2 separate regions of the Canis lupus genome follow, and region 1 is linked to region 2. Evidence: chromatin contacts called from public Hi-C data. All regions are on one chromosome and are shown on one strand. The core of a region is the stretch at or near the end of the contact, and the rest is flanking DNA. Distances in the headings are between cores, read along the strand shown.

Region 1 (2,700 bases), core at 7-2,506, 110 kb after region 2:
ATGGTTCATGCGTGTAAGTTTTATAGTTAAATCTAGTGAATATTGGTGTCCCAAGGCAACATCCTATAGGATGTTCACAATTTGCTTTCTCTGCTGTTAATGTCTATAATGTGTGTTTGTTCTGAAATTAGTTTTTGTAATAAAAAGAAAATACCACTTCTTTGGTGTCTCATCAAAAGCAGGCATTCCTCACATTAATTCTACTGAAGTTTTGGTTTTTCTTCTTCCCTCTTTCCTGCTCTTTGCTTCTCTCTCCTTTCTCCCTCCCTTCCAGGGTTGTTTATTAGCAGCATCGTTGGTTCTGCCAAAATGTTTTGGAACTGAAATTGTTTACAAGTGCTACTCCATTGGGGGGGCCTTATCTCTAAAATATATTAGAAATCTTCAGTGATTTGGGAGTTATCAGGTAGTCCAAATTACTGAAGTAATTTATACTTTAAAAGATCTAATCTCTTAAAATATATTGTGATTTCAGGTAAGTTTATTGCTTTTGTCAACTTAATAGATAAAATCAATGTATTCATCATTAATTGTCATTATTAACTAATTATTGGGTATTGACTGGACACTGGACTTTTTCATATGTATTTATTCTGACCAGTTGTTAACATTTTTAGGATTCTGAGTTCCTTTGAGAATCTTTTAGGAGTTAGGAACTTTTTCCCCCAAGCAGCTAATACATACTCATCTAAGACATGGACTTAGGTGAAGAACCCAAGCACTAAAGAGCTTTTTCATTCCCTCCCTAAATCTTAAATTGTTATTCCTATTAAGAAATAAAATACTGTATTTTTTTAAAGGATTTTTTAAAAAGATTTATTTATTTATTTATTCATGACAGAGAGAGAGAGAGGCAGAGACAGGAGAAGCAGGCTCCATGGAGGGGAGCCCGACAAGGCGGTGCTAAACCGCTGAGTCACCCGGGCTGCCCAAATACTGTATTTTAATGCTCAAACTGCATTAAATTTTCAGATAATAAAGCCCCCAATAGAAAACAGATAACATTAGTTAGCAGTCTTTTTTTTTTAACCAGAAGTTTCACTAAGCTGACTAAAATGTTAAAACTGAATTGAATGAATCAACTTGTATCAGGATGGCTTTGTCTGAGTAATAGAAAACTGAGCTCAAAATGGCTTAGAAAACAGTGGGAAAAATTTATTTCCCATGAAAACAAGTCCTGACATGGAGGATCACCATATCTGTTTTGCTTATTCAGTGACATCATTAGGGACGATTGCTGTCCTATTGGTAGAGGTGCTCCTCCCTCAGGATTCAAATGGCTATGGCAGTTTCAGGCATCACATCAGAAGCACAGCTGTGTTCAGCAGAAGAAAGAAAACTTATTTCTTCTCTTTCTTTTCTAAGTGCAAGAAAACCTCAGCAACCCTCACTTCCCAATGACCAGAATGTGCCATTATTTGGCAAAGGAATGGGGGATTATTATGATATTCATAGTAAAGCTTCCAAGGTTGAGGCATACCAAGAACAAATAGTTTTGGGACTGAGTAAGCAAAGTAAAAGTTTCATCAAAACATATTTCTAGGGAGATCCCTGGGTGGCTCAGAGGTTTAGCGCCTGCCTTTGGTCTGGGGTGTGATCCTGGAGTCCCGGGATCAAGTTCCACATTAGGCTCTCTGCGTGGGGCCTGCTTCTCCCTCTGACTGTGTCTCTGCCTCTCTCTCTCTCTCTCTCTCTCTCTCATGAATAAATGAAAATCTTTAAAAAAGAAAATGAGGTTTTAACCTCATTATAAAAATAAACAAACAAACTTATTTGCTTTATTTTTCAGTTTTCCACCTATTTCCCTGGATATTTTGATGGTCAGTACTGGCTCTGGTGGGTGTTCCTGGTTTTAGGTAAGTGCTTTTTAACATAGACAGTGGAGAGAAAAGATAGTGTTAAATTTTAGAAGTAAAATTACTTTTAGTAAACCCTCATCTTCCTTCCAACCCTAATAAATAATTTTTAAAAATATTTCTTAAAGATTAGGTTGCCATCACCATTATTATATTAATAAAGCGTCTCTTGGTGGTCGATTTTTTTTTTTTCCTAACCCATTCATACATATTTCTCAGATTTCCCATGTGACCGGTGGACATACTAATAAGATGACTTTATAGTCTGTCGGTTATTTTCTCCTGGATAATTACTGCCATAAAAGGGTTCACAAAAGATTGTAACCAGTTGAACTACTCAGGAGTCTATGTGGCCAATTTTCAGTTGACTCTGTCAGCAGGAAACAAAATGTATAGCTTTGCTTGACAGAACTTCCGGAGGAATCAGTATTGGGTTTCCAGAATTCTTTGGTGAGAATAAGAATGATTTTGCAATGAGGCCTATAGAATACATATATGTATGTAATTCTGTATTCTACAGAATTATAGCAGAGCCATCCTGTAGCTGTTTAAGATGGTATAATGGCCTCACCTGCTTCTTTGATATCACTTTTCCCGTGTCCTGTTTAGGGCCTTCTTATTGCCTCCTTAATTAAGATCCCTGGTGGCAATGCTGCTGATGGATCTGGTTAGTACAGTGTACACCCCTGTCCAGTAGTTGCTTAATACACTCAGGACTTACCTGCTTTGCCTGTGGTGATAGACCATGCATTGCTGAACATAAAATTTAATTGGAAAATACAAGTCTTACATCATATCAGCCCCCACCTCTCCAACAGCATCATCTACTCTGCTAATAATGGTC
Region 2 (2,703 bases), core at 60-2,559:
GGCTCAAGTCATGATCCTGGAGTCCTGGGATCGGGTCCACACTGGGCTCCCTGATCAGCAGGGGAGCCAGCTTCTCTCTCTGTGTGTGTCTCTCCCTCAGCTCGTGCACTCTCTCTCTTTCAAATAAATGATATTTTTTTTTAAAAAGTCCCTTGGCTCTGTGAGCCCACATACCTGGCCCCTTAAAAACCCTAATGCTCGCTCACTTTCGCGAAATCCTTGGCACCCTCTCCATCCCACAACGCACCAGTAGGAAGTCCCAGGGTGAAGTACTTGTCTGGCCCTGGGTTGAACTGGATGATGCGGTTCCTGATGTACTTGGCTGCCCACTCGCTGGCCTGAGAATAATGGTCCAGGATGATTAGCTTCATCTTGTCCTGGAGGCGGCAGGTGACAAAAGGAATCCGTGGTAAAGGACAGGGAGATAGGGACGCAGGCGGCCGGGGGGAGGGGAGAAGTCCTTCTCACCCAGCAACACCCTCTCCCAGGGTGTCTCTGAGAGAGGAGGAGGTAAAGACCCCACCGTCCAGTTCACACAGGCTGGGCCCAGCGCCGCCGCCACCCACCAGGAGGCGCTGCTGGAGGACCGACCGCGTTCTGACCCCAGTCCCTCCATTTACCAGCTAACCAACCGCAGGACCTTGGTCAAAGGGCTCGAGTTCTCCCAGCCCGTTTCTTCTTCCGCGAAAATGAGGACAACAGCACCTCCCTGACAGAGTCCACGATGGCGAGTATCCGACGAGGCTGCACGAGCACCACACAGTAGTGGGCTCGGATCCGGCGCTCGACCGCCCCGTCCCGCCCCTCCACCCCACGCGCTGGGTATTCTGGATCCCGGCCTCTTCCTCGCTGGAGGGGGCCTGCGGTCGGCTCGGGCCACCAGGGCAGGGAGAGCCACGGGCCTCCCGGGAGGGGTGCTGCGCTGCCGCCCGCCGGCCTGGCTCTGCGGACCGTCAGTTCCCCCAGAGCACACGGGGGACGTAACCTTCCCGCGCGGCGACCCGAGCGGGAGGCGGAGGTGGCCGTCTAGGCCAACCCAAGGACACGGGAGGCTCTCCCGACCCCGATGGCGACCCCACCGCCCCTCCGGCCCCGCGCCGGGAAGGGGTCCCGGCAGCCCGCGGGCTCCGGCCTGGGGACCCGGGGCGGGGTCGGGTCGGGGTCGGGGTCAGCGCCCGCGCCCGCCCCCGCCCGCGAGGAGGGCCCCGCCGGCCCCGCCGGCCCCGCTCCCCACTTACTCGGACGCCTCCCGCGGCGGCGGCTGCAGCAGCGCCGGCGGCCCCGCCCCGCGCGGCTCACGTGGCCCCGGGTCACGCGGAGCCCGCCCCGGGGGGCCGAGTGCGGGCGGACGCGCAGGGGCCCGGCTCGGAGCCGACTCCGCCCCGCCCGCCGCCCGCCGCCCTCTCGGGAGCGCGCGGGCCTGGGAGCGGCCGCGGGGCGGGGAGCTGCGGGGGGACGAGCAGAATCGCTCCCCGACGGGTCCCGGGGTTGGGCCTGGCTCTGCCTTCGGTTTAACTTTTTTAGCTCTTTTTTTTCCTTTAACCTAGATATTACAACTTTTTTGCCTTAAATGCAATTGGATTTTTCTTCCTTTTTTTCCCCTTCTGAGCTTAATCTTCACAGCAGTCTGTACTAGGGAAAAAAGGAGGTCGGTGGTTGCCCCAGCGCCCCACCCCCAGATAGCACTGCCAGCAGTGTAGGCTACATTTCCAAATTGTTTTCCCTCGAATATACTTATTTTTTACAGAAATGGGAACACGCCACACGTGGCGTTCACATGGAGCAAGGTGGGGATTGGGCGCACCCCTCCCCTGGGGCCCAGCTGCAGCTCCAGAGCAGCTTGATGGAGGTGCTGTCCGTCTGGTGAGGCCCTACGCGATGTGGTGGAGCTACTACCTCTACAATTCTGTGGACTTGTTCCTTCTGCAGTCAGAAACCTCATCTCAGCTTGAGCACTGTAGATTTTTCATAACCCCAGTCTCCAGACACATCAGATAATGGGGCCTGGTCTGCAGCAGCTGCATTCAGATGGTTCCAGGAAGAGTGACCTCATGTAACTTTAATTGGGCCTGTCACCCTCACCCCCCACCCCCCTTACCCTTTCTGTAGGGAACCAATTCCAGGTCTCAATTAAGCCTGGCAGCTCTGGAATCAAAGAGCTTAGGGGACGAATCAGAAAGATCTCGTCTAGTCAATCCCTGGTTCTGGAGCAAGTGACTCCAGCAAATGACTCAACTTCTCCAGCTCTGAATTTTCTCTTCTGGAACACGAGAATTGAATGGGAATAAGTAATAGTGACCTCGTGTATTTGTTGTGAGTACTGGATGAAACAGTGGCATAGCTTGGCTCTCATGGCCAGCCATGATTACCTCTTCCCCAGCTTCCTTGCAGCCTTCTTTGCCCTGATATGCTCCCTGTCCTAACCAACTGTCCCCTCATGTCCCTCCCACTGCACGCCTGGGTTTAAACTTACCCATACCCAACCTTCCATCTTCTTGTGTTAGAACTAAAATGGGCTAATTAAAAGAATTGTGGATTCATCCTCACAGTGGAACACTCTGTAGCTCTCCTGTGGAGGGACTGGTACATTTTCATTGCTCTTGCTTTGAGGAAACACATTGCCCCAAGCCTCAGAAAATCCTATGCAGTCCCTGAGGTTCATGTGAGGTTTGTGAAGCTAGTCCTACCCCTTGGCCTAAGATC

What was found. A called contact is a pair of places that touch in the nucleus more often than the background predicts.
Region 1: a contact with region 2 is called in a Hi-C map of blood, with 7 times the contacts expected there. The contact joins the enhancer-like site here to the promoter of GNPDA1 in region 2. A contact is called at or near these places in 4 of 9 Hi-C or Micro-C datasets (amygdala and blood).

What each region holds. Positions count from the first base shown.
Region 1 is chr2:36,202,210-36,204,909 of UU_Cfam_GSD_1.0, forward strand. NDFIP1 (NEDD4 family-interacting protein 1) reads left to right here. Exons shown (of 8, transcript XM_038530476.1): 6 at 1,790-1,856. Among named protein-coding and RNA genes, the nearest start is that of NDFIP1, 41 kb to the left of the region's middle. Within about 2 kb of position 1,257, at least 1 of the 20 cell types and tissues checked has an H3K27ac peak or open chromatin away from gene starts, as enhancers often do. A contact at or near this core is called in blood, where this site is marked.
Region 2 is chr2:36,096,755-36,099,457 of UU_Cfam_GSD_1.0, forward strand. It overlaps GNPDA1 (glucosamine-6-phosphate isomerase 1), which reads right to left and starts at 1,310. Exons shown (of 7, transcript XM_038530472.1): 1 at 1,239-1,310; 2 at 248-377. The coding sequence starts at 371.